2 separate regions of the Mus musculus genome follow, and region 1 is linked to region 2. A link is a contact called in public HiCAR-type data. All regions are on one chromosome and are shown on one strand. The core of a region is the stretch at or near the end of the contact, and the rest is flanking DNA. Distances in the headings are between cores, read along the strand shown.

Region 1 (6,008 bases), core at 2,518-5,017, 370 kb before region 2:
CCCTCATAGATAGAGAGGCTTTCATTTGGTGCAAGTCACAGCTAAACTCCACGCACATGATCATTGGCCCACCCACTGTTAATGGGAGGAAGCTCACATGCCATAAACCTTCATGAATCCAAGCGTATGGATAATAGTTCTATATATAGTGACTGTAAACTGAGAGTCGGAAGTGCCCTTCCTGATTCACACTCTGAGAATTTTGCTGCAGTGGCTCAGAGATCTCTTCTGCCCTCCAGCTACACAACTGCCTGGCCTCCATCTGAATCTGGGGGTGGGGGTGGGGGGAGCTATGAATGTTTAATAGAGTAACATCCTGTTGAGAGTGTCTGAGGAAATCCTGTTATGTGGTGTTCTTATACTACCTGCAGAAGGTCATGTCTTCTTCCTACTTCGTCAAGAGCAAGCTTGATAGGTCCACTAAGCATACATCCAACCCTCACTGGGCCTCCTACTGCTTCTCCAAAGTAAACTGAGGCTGGTGTGTGTACTCCACACACACACACACACACACACACACACACACACCCCTCATTCAAGATTGCCTCCTACCCAGAAAGATGCTCCTCCCCGAGCCCTAAGTGGGAAAGTTTCCGTTTCAGGATCTCCTGATGATGCCCTTGAACTCCTCAACCTCCTACTGGGATTTCCACCCTTAGCTTATGTGGGGCCGGGTATTGAACCTAGAGCCTCGTGCACGTAAGAAAAGCACTCTGACTTCAGCGCGTGGTGCTTTGGATTTCTTAGGGCCCGTGTTGAAAGTTTGCAGAAGGGGGCACAAGGCTACAGAAAAGGCATAGGGTCGGCCTGCAGAATTCCCAGCTGGATGGTGCGTTCAATTCATGTCCCTTCTTTTCCTTTGCAGGGAAGGAGACTGGTGGGAAGCCCGCTCCTTGACAACCGGGGAAACTGGTTACATTCCCAGCAATTACGTGGCTCCAGTTGACTCCATCCAGGCAGAAGAGTATGTTGTTGTTGTTGTTGTTGTCTGTCTAAATATCTGCTTTTAATTGTCACATAAAATGCCAGTGACACAGCACAGGAGCGAGAAGACCTTTCCCAGTGGTTAAGGGTTGAGAGGCTACAGTCCTGCTGTGCTGTCGAGTCTGCGCAGTACACTGTTATTCACTTCGTGGTTTCCTTTGAGCCCGTCCGTTTTCTGATTGAGAAGCTCTATGTGAGTACCCTAGATGAAAACCCAGTAACTTGCTCCAGATGAAAAACCAATGTGGGGAAACCACAGCTGCAGTGTGTGTTACTGAGAGCCCACCGTGCGCCTGCAGTCTGCTCCCTGAGCACTTGGGAGGCAGATAATTATGAGAGATTAAGCCCACACACACACACAGGAGTCCTCTGCTTGATAATCAGAAATACTGAGCCTTCTGAAAAGACATAGCTTTTTGTTCCCCAGGCAGAAGAGCAACTTGGAAACTACTGCAGTTGTGGGCTTCGAGGGATATTTTCCTTGGACTGAGGTCTCGGTTGGTGTTGTGGCTGGTCGACCTTGACCAGCAGTTATTTGGCCCCACCCTCCCACTGGAGGGAGGCAGTTTTGGAAAGTGGTAGGAGTCTGGGGCTCTCAAAGGATGGCTGACTGGTCATTGTTCATTCTCTTTCCAGAGAAACCTGTAGGAACTCTTAGGAAATGGGGAGGGAGGTTGATGTCCCAAGCTCAGGAACATGGATGGCCTCTACCCCACCTACAGGGACAGACCTCACCAGAAAGAGAAAGGAGTCACTGTCGGTTGCTCACGGCCTGCAGCCTGCTGTGGATTTGCGGAGGCACAGCACAGAGGAGTAGACCTTCACCCTAGCCTAATCCTCATGCGTCCATCATTCTTCTTTAAGTCTTTTGTACTCCTACACTTCGATCTGTTTCTGCTTCTCCAGCACTGTGTTTTGAGCTGTTTTACCCCCTTCGTTACTAGTGTGTTTCATTATCAGAAAATAGGAAATATGTGTATTTGTATTGAATTTTTAGGACAGATTGGTAAATATCTCCTGTGTCTTTTCGGAATTTAAAACTTAACTACAAAGTAACATTCCTTTGATTTAACTGAGAATCCACTTGGGGGTGCATATTTAAGTCATATTTATAATGATAAGGTTTTTTTTTAATATTTTGGGCTTTTTAGAGTATAAGTTAGCTTTTTAAAATACAGCCTGTGGTTTTTACACGTGCAATTAATCGGTATTTTGCACAAGCAGCGTGTGGTTAAGTGTAACCTCTTGTTCTGCAGGCCTTCCTCTCACCAGTTTTACACAGCATTTTAATTGAGTTACTGATACAAACCAAAAAAAGACATTTCTCACATAGCTGGTGTCGTATCCTTTACAGCAGCTATTGCTACGCTGGGATTGTGGAGAGTTTGGGTACTTCTCAAGTCACTGAAGGTGACGCTCCTTCGGTGAAATTCTTTGACTCACAGAAGGATCTGATGGTGAACTTCCTAGCTACATTCAGGCATGGTGAATTGAAGCTTCATTTTTAAAACCATTTGCTTTCATAGATGAATACTGTGATGGTTTGGTCCTGAAAGCTGCTCCTACTCACAGATTCTGGTGGAATGTTCCAGAACTCTCCCTTGGGCTCTTGGCATACTTATCCTCTCATATACAATCCAGTGCTGAAATGTGAACGGATTGCCGGGCGTTGGTTAGGACTCAGCAGCTCAAGTGGAGAGACAAAAGACGCATTCCGGTCCTGAGGAGGCCTGTGAGGCTTCCTGCCACGGCACAAGTGTGCTGTCAGTGCTGTTGCAAGGGAATGTTAAAATGTCTGCACCACCGACTCATTTTTATGGACATGCCCATTAACCGTGCACAGCTTTCTCTCAGATGTGCAGTAAGCAATCCCTGCAGCTGTGTCAGAGAAGCGCAACTGCAGGGCACAGGCCAGGTACTTGGTAAACGCTCCTCACGAATGCTGGACAGGGAGAGAAAATCAAACCAGGCTTCCAAGAACAGCAGCCATCTCAGATCAGGGGTAGAGCTGAGTTCCCGTCTTCAGAATTCCTGTAGGTAGAGACTAAGTAGAAGTGTTATCTGTCTTCCTTCTTTATCCATCCTGAGTGGGCTCCTTTAAAAAAAAAATCATGCTTGATTGATGATCCTTATACTAGAGCTGAGTCTTGGTATTTCCCAGGAGTTGTAATTATGCTCAGAAATCAAGGGTCGTACAGCTGAGCTATGGAATCGTCCCCTGCAGTTGGCATTTCAAACAAGGTGGTGGGTTTCTCTCTGTGCGTGCAGGTGGCATTTCACACACACATCCCTGTCGTCCTGGAGGGAAGGAACACAATCCATGATTCAAGATTTTTTTTTTTTTAAGAATGGAAGAGATGCAGAGTGGATAGAATCAGGAAAGATTGAAAAAGGACTGAATGAAGCTAGAAAAAACTAGTTTGGGGCAGTGGAAGCAACATTAGAGGCGAAGGAATTTGTGGAGGAAAAGCTAGCTACATTGCTCAGTCACAAGTGTATTTATTTTCTTGCCTGTGTCTCCCTTGAAGGTGGTACTTTGGAAAACTTGGCCGCAAAGATGCTGAGAGACAGCTCCTGTCCTTTGGAAACCCAAGAGGTACCTTTCTTATCCGCGAGAGCGAAACCACCAAAGGTAAGCTAAGGAGAGGGCAAAACTGATGTGCTGTTCAGATCTGAAGGTCTTTGGGATCGGAAGGCGTGGCTCTTGCCTGGTCCGGGGCCTTCTAGCCTGAGCCTCCTGCTGCTCTCCAGCTCCCCTGAAGACGCTGGAACTGCATTTAGCTCCCAGAGATGATCGGGCTCAGAGGGAGGCGCCTCCAGAAACAGAGGCCAGGCTTCCGCCTCAGCTCAGACTCCGTCCTGTTCTCCTGTTCGAGTGAAGGGCGGGAACTTGGTTTTTCTTACCTTTTTGATTTGGGGTGTGTGTGTGTGTGTGTGTGTGTGTGTGTGTATTTTCAAGACAGTGTTTCTCTGTGTAGCCCTAACTGTCTTAGAACTCACACTGTAGACCAGGCTGGCCTTGAACTCAGAGATCCACCTGCCTCTGCCTCCCAAGTGCTAAAATCAAAGGTCTGCCTGCCCTACCACCACCCAGTTTAAATTTGTTTTTCTTTCCTTCCACTCTGTTTTGTTAGTGGAGGACTCCTTCCTCTTCCCTCTGTTTAATAACTCACTTCAGCAGGCAGAGGGGCAGAGAACCATGCTGCCACACACTGGTGACCTGTCCCTGTGCAGATTGCCAAGCAGAGCTTTGGAGCTTCCTGCTAGGGGATAGACTTCCATTTCTTTTGTTCCCACCCTCTGTTCCTCCCGCACCCCTGCCTCCCATCAACCACCTCTGTCCCCACCCCTGCCTCTCCACCAACCACCTCTGTCCCTACCCCTGCCTCTCCACCAACCACCTCTGCCCCCACCATCCCTGCCTCACACACACACACACACACACCCACAGCCCCACCACACACACACACACACATATGCCATCCCTGTCTCCCAGCCCCTCACTATCCCTGCCTCTCAGCTAGGCCACAGGAAATGAAAGCAGGAGGCAAGCTCACCTGGAGTCTGCTCTTCATCTATCCCAGTGGGATTTGGTCTGTGCAATATTAGACAACACAAGAAACTGAAAGGAAACTTTGAGAAAAACCAGAAGTTTTTAGTTCCAAGAGCAAAGTCAACTGTATTGCTAACATCTCTGAACACTGGCAGGATAGCAAAAGTTGTCTTTGTCCTGTTACAGAGTGGAGATATATCTGTCTCTTTCGTATGTGTGTGTGTGTGTGTGTGTGTGTGTGCGCGTGCGCATATGGTTTGTAATAATTATTAATCAGAATAGTCACATAAATGAGGCCTGCAGAGCAGACTGGGGCTCCGATGATTGGTGTGGCTAATGCTTGCACGTTTACCAGGTGCCTACTCACTTTCCATCCGTGATTGGGATGATATGAAAGGGGACCACGTCAAACATTATAAAATCCGCAAGCTTGACAATGGTGGATACTATATCACAACGCGGGCCCAGTTTGAAACACTTCAGCAACTGGTACAGCATTACTCAGGTAACCCCAGTGCCGTCACCGTCACCGTCACCGTCACCGGTTAGAAACTGGAGGCTGTGAGGGAGGAGGAGGAGATACGGGACAGAGTCACTAGGTAGAGCTGTCCTCTGCCCGCCCACCCCCACAGTCAGACAGACAGATGGAGTCCGGGGTTCTGTTGCTCTTCTGCCCCAGATAGGATTTTCCTCCTGTGTTTTCCAGAAGTTCCCCCCAGTAGAAGGCAGTAGTTTAAATCTTGAAAGCTGTATTTGTATATTAATTTTCATAATAAAAATCCTTGCACGTTCTTTACCTTTGCCTTCATTGCCATGCAGAACTGTGAGAGGAAAGGAGGAAAGGAGCTGTCCCTAGGCAGGCTCAGACGGCCCCCAGGGAGCCTCACTTGATCCTTCACCGCAGCAGAGGGAAGCACATTCTTGCACTCTGTAGAAGAAAATCTGTGCTGCTGCAGGGTTCCCTCCGCCCCGCCCCCACTCCCCCCCCCCCCCCAGCTTGCCTGCTGAGGCCACAGCTCCCTTACCTCCATCTCCTGGACTTTCTTGGTTTTTTGTTTGTTTGTTTGTTTGTTTTTGTTTTTTCAATTTTTAAAGACTGGGTCTCGCTATAGCCCTGGTGGCCTCCAACTCAGAAATCCCCCTGCCTCTGCCTCCTACTGCTGAGACTGAAGGTGTGCGCCACCATACCCGGCTACTGTGATGACTTTAAACAAAGATTAGACTTTGTCTTTACGTCCCATAATCCTGTTCTTCTGCTGTTCTTGGCCATTCAGTTATTGGGTGTATGTGCGTTCATGTGCGTCTTATGTAAATATGTAGCTCTATGCGCAGTGTTTAGTGTGTGCCGCTTGCCCTCCTTGGTTAACAAGTGTGTCCTGCTAAACAATGCATGTGTACATGACCCCTCCTTTTTTCCAAGGTAAGGTCTCACTTGTAGCCCTAGGGAGCCCAGTATCCACTTTGTAGCCCA
Region 2 (6,357 bases), core at 2,158-4,657:
AACTAGTCCAGGGCAAGTGACCCCTGTCAACCTGATACACAAACACGTCACTGTTAAGCCACCACCTTTCCTGTCTTGTTCATCCCCAGGATCCCACCTTAACATCAACAACACGATATAAAACATTTTGCAAACTTTAAAGGTTCCAATCTTTACAAATTCAAACACTTTAAAATCCAGTCTCTCAGCTGTGGACTCCTGTAAAATAAAAATTAAATACTTTTTTACTTCAAGGGGGGACAACCCAGAGCAGTTACAATCTTAAGAAAAGCAAAACCAAACTCTAAAAGTGTGAATAATTCAATGTCCGACTGTCATGATCTTCTGGGCTTGGGTCACTTTTCCAGCACTGCCTTCTGTAGTACACAAACTGTCTTTTAGGCTCCAACCCCTCCACTCCACTTACACCCACTGATCTTGGTGGCCATCCCAAGGTACTGGCATCTCCAAAATGTGGGGGTCTTCTGCTGCAACGCTTTCACTAATAGCTTCTCCTGGGCTCTCTTCATAGACTCCAGCCCTACCACACAGTGCCAGGCCTCAGCTTTTCTCCACGACTCCTTAATGCCTCCAAAGACAGCACTACCTGGTGACTTATACTACAGTGGGCTGCCAAGAGGAGGCGCAACCTTGGCCACTCCTGGGACGAAGCTCCTGTGTGCTGACTCTGGGAAAACACTTCCCAGACAATCTGGAATGGACTCTTCAGGCCCAGCTGAGCAGCATCTATTACCCCAGCAAAGCAAAGGCACAGATTCTCAACTCCAATGGCCTGGGAGTCTTTGCTTCCCTCTGAAACTTCCCAAGCCAGGCCTCCATCGACTGTACTGCTCTCAGCATTGTTTTTCTTTTTAGATGTCGGCATGTATATGAGTACTTGGTCTGCACGCACTCTTGCATACCACAAGAGGGCATCAGATCCCATTATAGACAGCTATAGCTGTGGGCTCTGGGAATTGAACTTAGGACCTCTGGAAGAACAGCCAGTGCTCTAAACCCGAGTCACCTCTCCAGCCCCAGCTCTCAACATTTCCTATCTTCCCCATTCCTACAAGAACAGCATGGTCCTTCCACAATCCCAAACAACACGCTCAGGCCTGTCACAGCAATACCCCACTATCCTGGTACCAACTTGTCTTAGTTTGAGTTTTAATTGCTACGATGAAACACCATAACCAAATAGCAAGTTGGGGAGGAAAGGGCTTACACCTCCACACCATAGTCCATCGCTGAAGAAAGTCAGGACAGCAACTCAAACTAGACAGGAACCTGAAGACAGGAGCTGATGCAGAGGCCATGGAGGGGTGCTGCTTACTGGCTTGCTCAGCCTGCTTCCTTATAGAACCCAGGACCATCAGCCCAAGGGATGGCATTACCCACAATGAATGGGCTGGGCCCTTCCCATCAGTCACTAATTAAGAAAATGCCCTATAGCTAGATCTTGTGGAGGCATTTCTCAATTAAGGTTCTCTCTTTTCAGATGACTCTAGCCTGTGTTGGCTTGACATAAACTAGCCAGGACACACAGAAACAGCAGCATGCCTAGAACCCCACACCGAAGAAAAAGGAAAGAGATCCCCAGGGCTCACCGGCCAGCTAGTCTGGCTGAATGGGTGAGCTCCAGGTTCAGTGGGAGGCCCTGTCAATAAGGTGGAGGGCAATTGAGCAAGACACCTCTGGCCTCGACGCACACCATCTGCACAAGGATTTAGAATGTAACAAACTATTCTCAAAATATATACTTATATTTTCAAATATGCTACATGCATAAATACGAAATTTAATTGCTAAAAATTTTTAATTACCAAGCACCAAATTTTGATTTTTACACTAAGATGCCAATATTTCTGGCACACAAGAAGTTGTCCCTTTGAACTGTCTAATGCTGACGATAAATAATCTAATCTACAGTTTTCCTCACACTCCAAAGCTATCAGGAGATGTAAGGGCTGTAAGGCTTTCTTAGCAAAATATAACACGGACAGAATGATTTTAACAATAAGATGTTACACAAGATACTGCCAAGAACTAAAGACTTGCGTTTTAGATGAAGTTCCTAAAAACCTTTAAGGAAACGTTTCTGAGTTTTGAGAACTGTGGATTGTGGGCTGGGGACACAGCTGGGTGAAAGCCTAGCATGAAGTCCTGGGCCAGCCAGCGCCCTGTACGTAATAAACAAACAACAAAACCTGATTGTGCTGCACTGTTCTGCTCCAACCCACGTGTGGTTTCCCTGCCCCAAGCACCAGCAACCAAGAACAAAGACCAGGAGCACACAGGGCCACAGCATGTTCATTCAGATCTTCCTGCAATCACTTGCAATACCTGTTACACACGAGGGGCTCCAGTACCTGCAACGCTTTCTTTCTTCCCTACTTTCCCATCAAAATAATTTTAAGAAACTGAAGCTCCAATTGAGGGACCAGAAGGGACTCCGTCAAAGGTTTAGCTCTCATAGCACTCGAGTCAAAAGTTATCACTTTAGGTCAGTGGTTTATAGCTTTCATCCCAGCACTCAGGAGGCAGGGGCAGGAGGATCTCTGAAATTTGAGACCATCCTGATCTACACAATGAGTTACAGCCATCTGGTCCACAAAAGGACATTTCGGGTCAGCAGCAGGTGCTACACTGGGGAACACTGTCTTTATGGCGTTTTTAGTTCTTGCACTTGAGTGAAGAAAATCATTTAAGTATCTAAAGGCTTGATTTAAATAGGGCCGTGTACAGGGTAAGCAACATGTCCTTGATACTATCATTTAACCAGAAAAGCCACTTTCTTCTCTGGGCCCTTTTTTCCATCTGCGAAATAAAGCAGTTGGTTGGATTTGGTCAGGCCCCCTCAAAGCTGCTTTTCTGGGATCAATTTAGAGCTTCAGTGAGTGGGTGAAGGGGAGCAGGCTCCCCATCTTGTATCTCCCCGTTTTCCGGAGGAAACTTAGCTTGCTCGTGCTGGAAACGTATTAATTTTGCCCGTTTTTCCAGATGACAGAACTGAGACTCAGGAGGATTAACCGATATACACCAGGGGTCACGCACGATGCAGGGCACTGAGACCACGTTCCCTGCAGGACGCTTGCTCCAGCCGTGGCCTGGAGGGTTTGGGCCCAGCTCTCACCAGCCCCAGGAAGGCGGCACAAAGCACCACGGTGGTGAACCAGCGCAGCACGCTTTGGGCACGGCCTTTCCGCACGGAGGCCACCGCTTCTGACTCATTCTCTGCGCCCGGGCCGGCTGGGAGGAGCCGCTGCCCTCCCGCCCCTCCGAACTCCAGCTCCAACTCCAGTGTGGCGGCTCCACCTGCCGTGCTCCGTGCACCAGGCCTCCGGTGTGCAGGGAGGTGCCCGGCCCCGCCCGGCCCGGGAGCCAACAACGCCAGGACCTGCCCGCGCGAGCGTGACCTGGGAGCGGAGCCTCCCCGCCGCGCAGGCGCGGTGTCCCTCACGGTAGCAGAGCGCCTGCATGGATCACAGGCCGGAAATAAAGCCGCCGGCCAATCAGGAGACTTCCTCAAACCGGAAGTTGATGTGGTTGCCTTGGGGATCGGACAGCCTGGCCCAGGTGAGAAGTCTCAATTAGGTGAGTTTCCCCGGCCTGGGGAATGTAGGCCAAAGATGTACAAGCTGCAACCCATGCACAAGACGATCCAAAGTTGCAAAACGTTGGAAGAAACCCGGCCTGGAACTGCAAGATGGCAACTTCCGCAGCCTCCTGGGTCACCTGGAAACCCGAAGGTCTTGTCTCTACATGATTTACAAACTGTTGCCCTTGCTCCTTAGACGTACAAGAATGTTGAACGTCAGCTTCTCACTGAACAGATAGTTATGGATCCTTACGTGTAAACTCACACGTGAAGTATCTCAGTTAGTTTACACAACACTCAGAATCCCACCGCAGTCCCATCTATAAATAGGAATATTAGGTTAGAGTAGCAGCTTCTAAAGGCCAGACAACAACCCGCTGGCCTTTACTGAATGGTGAAACAATAGCTAAAGAAAGAATCTGGGACAAAACGAGTTGCATGCACTTGCCTGTAAGACCCCCGAAGCTGGGCCTCCGCTCAAGTCCTGGGATGAGCTGGCCAGCACCTCAGTGACTCGAGAGAAAACCACACCTGATGCAAACTGCAAGAGGTTTTATTATCAGCTAGCTGAGGACGATGTCCCGATGTCCCTCCTCCGTGCAGGGCAGGGGAGTTTGACCCTTAGTGGTAACAGTAGGGGGCTTTTAACAGCTAGCTGAGGAATTGGGGAGGAGTTGGGAGGAGTTGGGAGGAGAGTTCTTCTCTTCTGGGTATCCTTGGTGAAATTTATAAGGCAGGAGTGGGGAGTGAGTTCTTTCTGAATTTTTATCTCCGTGTCCTCAGCACAGGAAGGCAGGCATCTCTGGTTGTAAAGTATAGAAACAAAGGCTTTTTGCTGGCTATAGAGAACAAAGAGCTTCTTTCTGGCTGTATTTTTAGAGATCAGGGAAAACAAGCTTGGGGAACGTCCAGGGGCTTTACCTTCCTGGGAGAAACGCTCTAAATCGGGTCCCACATGCCCACACTTATTTTAACCTGCAGGCAATTCCATTGTTGAATGGACTTGGACATCAGTCTGTCTTTGCCAAATAGCTATGCTAGCTGAAAAAGGAAAACCGTGTTCTTATGTGACTACAGATTTGACCACAGGGACCATAGCCTCAAATGTTATCACATTCTATTTTTTATCTGAAGTTCTTTTCCACTTACACTTCTGTCTCTGATATCCCTTCTTACTTAGACTCCCAAGCTACTACAAAACTTGGTCTTGTTACCCATAAACCAACTTTCTATCTTCAATCATACGATCATTAACTTCTTCCCTGTTTGTCTCGGAAAGGTTTCTTAAATTGGCGTCCAACTCCTCTCCATTCCTACTCTGCTTGTCTTCATTTCTTGCTTAGACTATTTCAGATGTTTTCTGATTGGCCTCAAAGTGTGTGTTTTGAAATTTTTAGTGGGACCTTTAGAACACAAAAATTTTAAGGGCAGATGGCCTAGTCAGGGAGGAGAGGCTCTTTTTCCCGTGAAGGTTCTATGCCCCAGTATAGGGGAATGCCAGGGCCAGGAAGCAGGAGTGGGTGGGTTGGTGAGCAGGGGGAGGGGGGAGGGGATAGTGGGTTTTCGGAGGGGAAACTAGGAAAGGGGATAACATTTGAAATGTAAATAAAGAAGATATCTAATTTTTTTAAAAAAGAAAAAATACATTGTATCATAAACATTTTTAATAAAAATCTAAAAATAGATTGATAAAGAAAAAAATTTGGGCTGGAGAGATGGCTCAGCAGTTAAGAGCACTGACTGCTCTTCCAAAGGTCCTGAGTTCAAATCCCAGCAACCACATGGTGGCTCACAACCATCTGTAATGAGATCTGACACCCTCTTCTGCAGTGTCTGAAGACAGCTACAGTGTAGTTACATATAATAAATGAATAAATAAATCTTTAAAAAAAAAAAGAAAAAAATTTAAGGGCATTTTAAAGTGAGAATAACTCTGCCTGCTACAATACCAACCTACTAGGCAAGATGCCCCCTGCGTATAATGGTGGCATAAGTGTCGTGGAGGTAACTAACCACTTTCTGCTTGGTTTTGAGACCTACTCCACAGGACAGAACTCTAGACTAGTGCTGTAAGTCAGTTCAAAGCCCATGGCTGGGGCAATCATTAGACCCAGGGAGGAGCCTACTTCTGGTTTCCTGATTGCATGTAGTTTCAAACTGCCTTCTAAAGACTTGTGTTTACACCCCTACATAAGTGTTACTCTCAGCCTTTTGTTTTTGCAGTGGGTAGAAGTCAGTCAGAGGGCTGAGAATGAGACTGTTGATCACTCAGTCCTAAGTGAGACACAGTGATGCTCTTCCACCCAGCCCAAGGCTTGGGATCACCGAGGACGTGAGGTTCCAAATGGCCGATTCAGAAAAGGGTGGTGCCTCTGTGTCCCATGAAGTGGCTTATGTATTTGTGTTTGGGGTAGACAGGACATCCTGAGTATACCTTGTAAGTTGTTGTTGGAGAGGGTTTCCAGAACGATAGCTTACCCTAAGAGATCATTTTTTTCTGATGCCCAGTGTGTATGTACATGTTCCAGAAGAGGCAGTTGGGCACCTAGGGGTATTATAGGCTTCCTATGTGGACCCACCCAAAGATTACTGTGGGGATGCGATTTCCACCCTTCTCTTGCCAGTTGTCCTTTAGTGTGGCACCTCTGTTAGCCTGATGGAAGAGGCTAGACATGGACGAGACATCATGAACAAGACAGACAGCACATGCGGCTCCACCAACCATACAGTTGGTTTTTTTTTTTTTTTTTTTTTTTTTGCTCCTTCATAACTTTGTA

Evidence for each region. HiCAR-type assays count read pairs that join an accessible place to other places.
Region 1: a contact with region 2 is called in a HiCAR-type map of embryonic stem cells, with 4 times the contacts expected there. The contact joins the enhancer-like site here to the promoter of Mfsd4b4 in region 2. A contact is called at or near these places in 2 of 484 Hi-C or Micro-C datasets (the N1E-115 cell line and embryonic stem cells) and 2 of 115 datasets of contacts at active chromatin or transcription factors (embryonic stem cells and extraembryonic endoderm stem cells).

Annotation. Positions count from the first base shown.
Region 1 is chr10:39,521,889-39,527,896 of GRCm38.p6, forward strand. It overlaps Fyn (Fyn proto-oncogene), which reads left to right. Exons shown (of 14, transcript NM_001122893.1): 6 at 866-964; 7 at 3,513-3,616; 8 at 4,893-5,042. Among named protein-coding and RNA genes, the nearest start is that of Gm40627, 65 kb to the right of the region's middle. Within about 2 kb of position 3,768, at least 9 of the 459 cell types and tissues checked have an H3K27ac peak or open chromatin away from gene starts, as enhancers often do. A contact at or near this core is called in embryonic stem cells, where this site is marked.
Region 2 is chr10:39,895,799-39,902,155 of GRCm38.p6, forward strand. Mfsd4b4 (major facilitator superfamily domain containing 4B4) reads right to left here and starts at 3,408. Exons shown (of 5, transcript NM_001384225.1): 1 at 3,116-3,408; 2 at 1-198.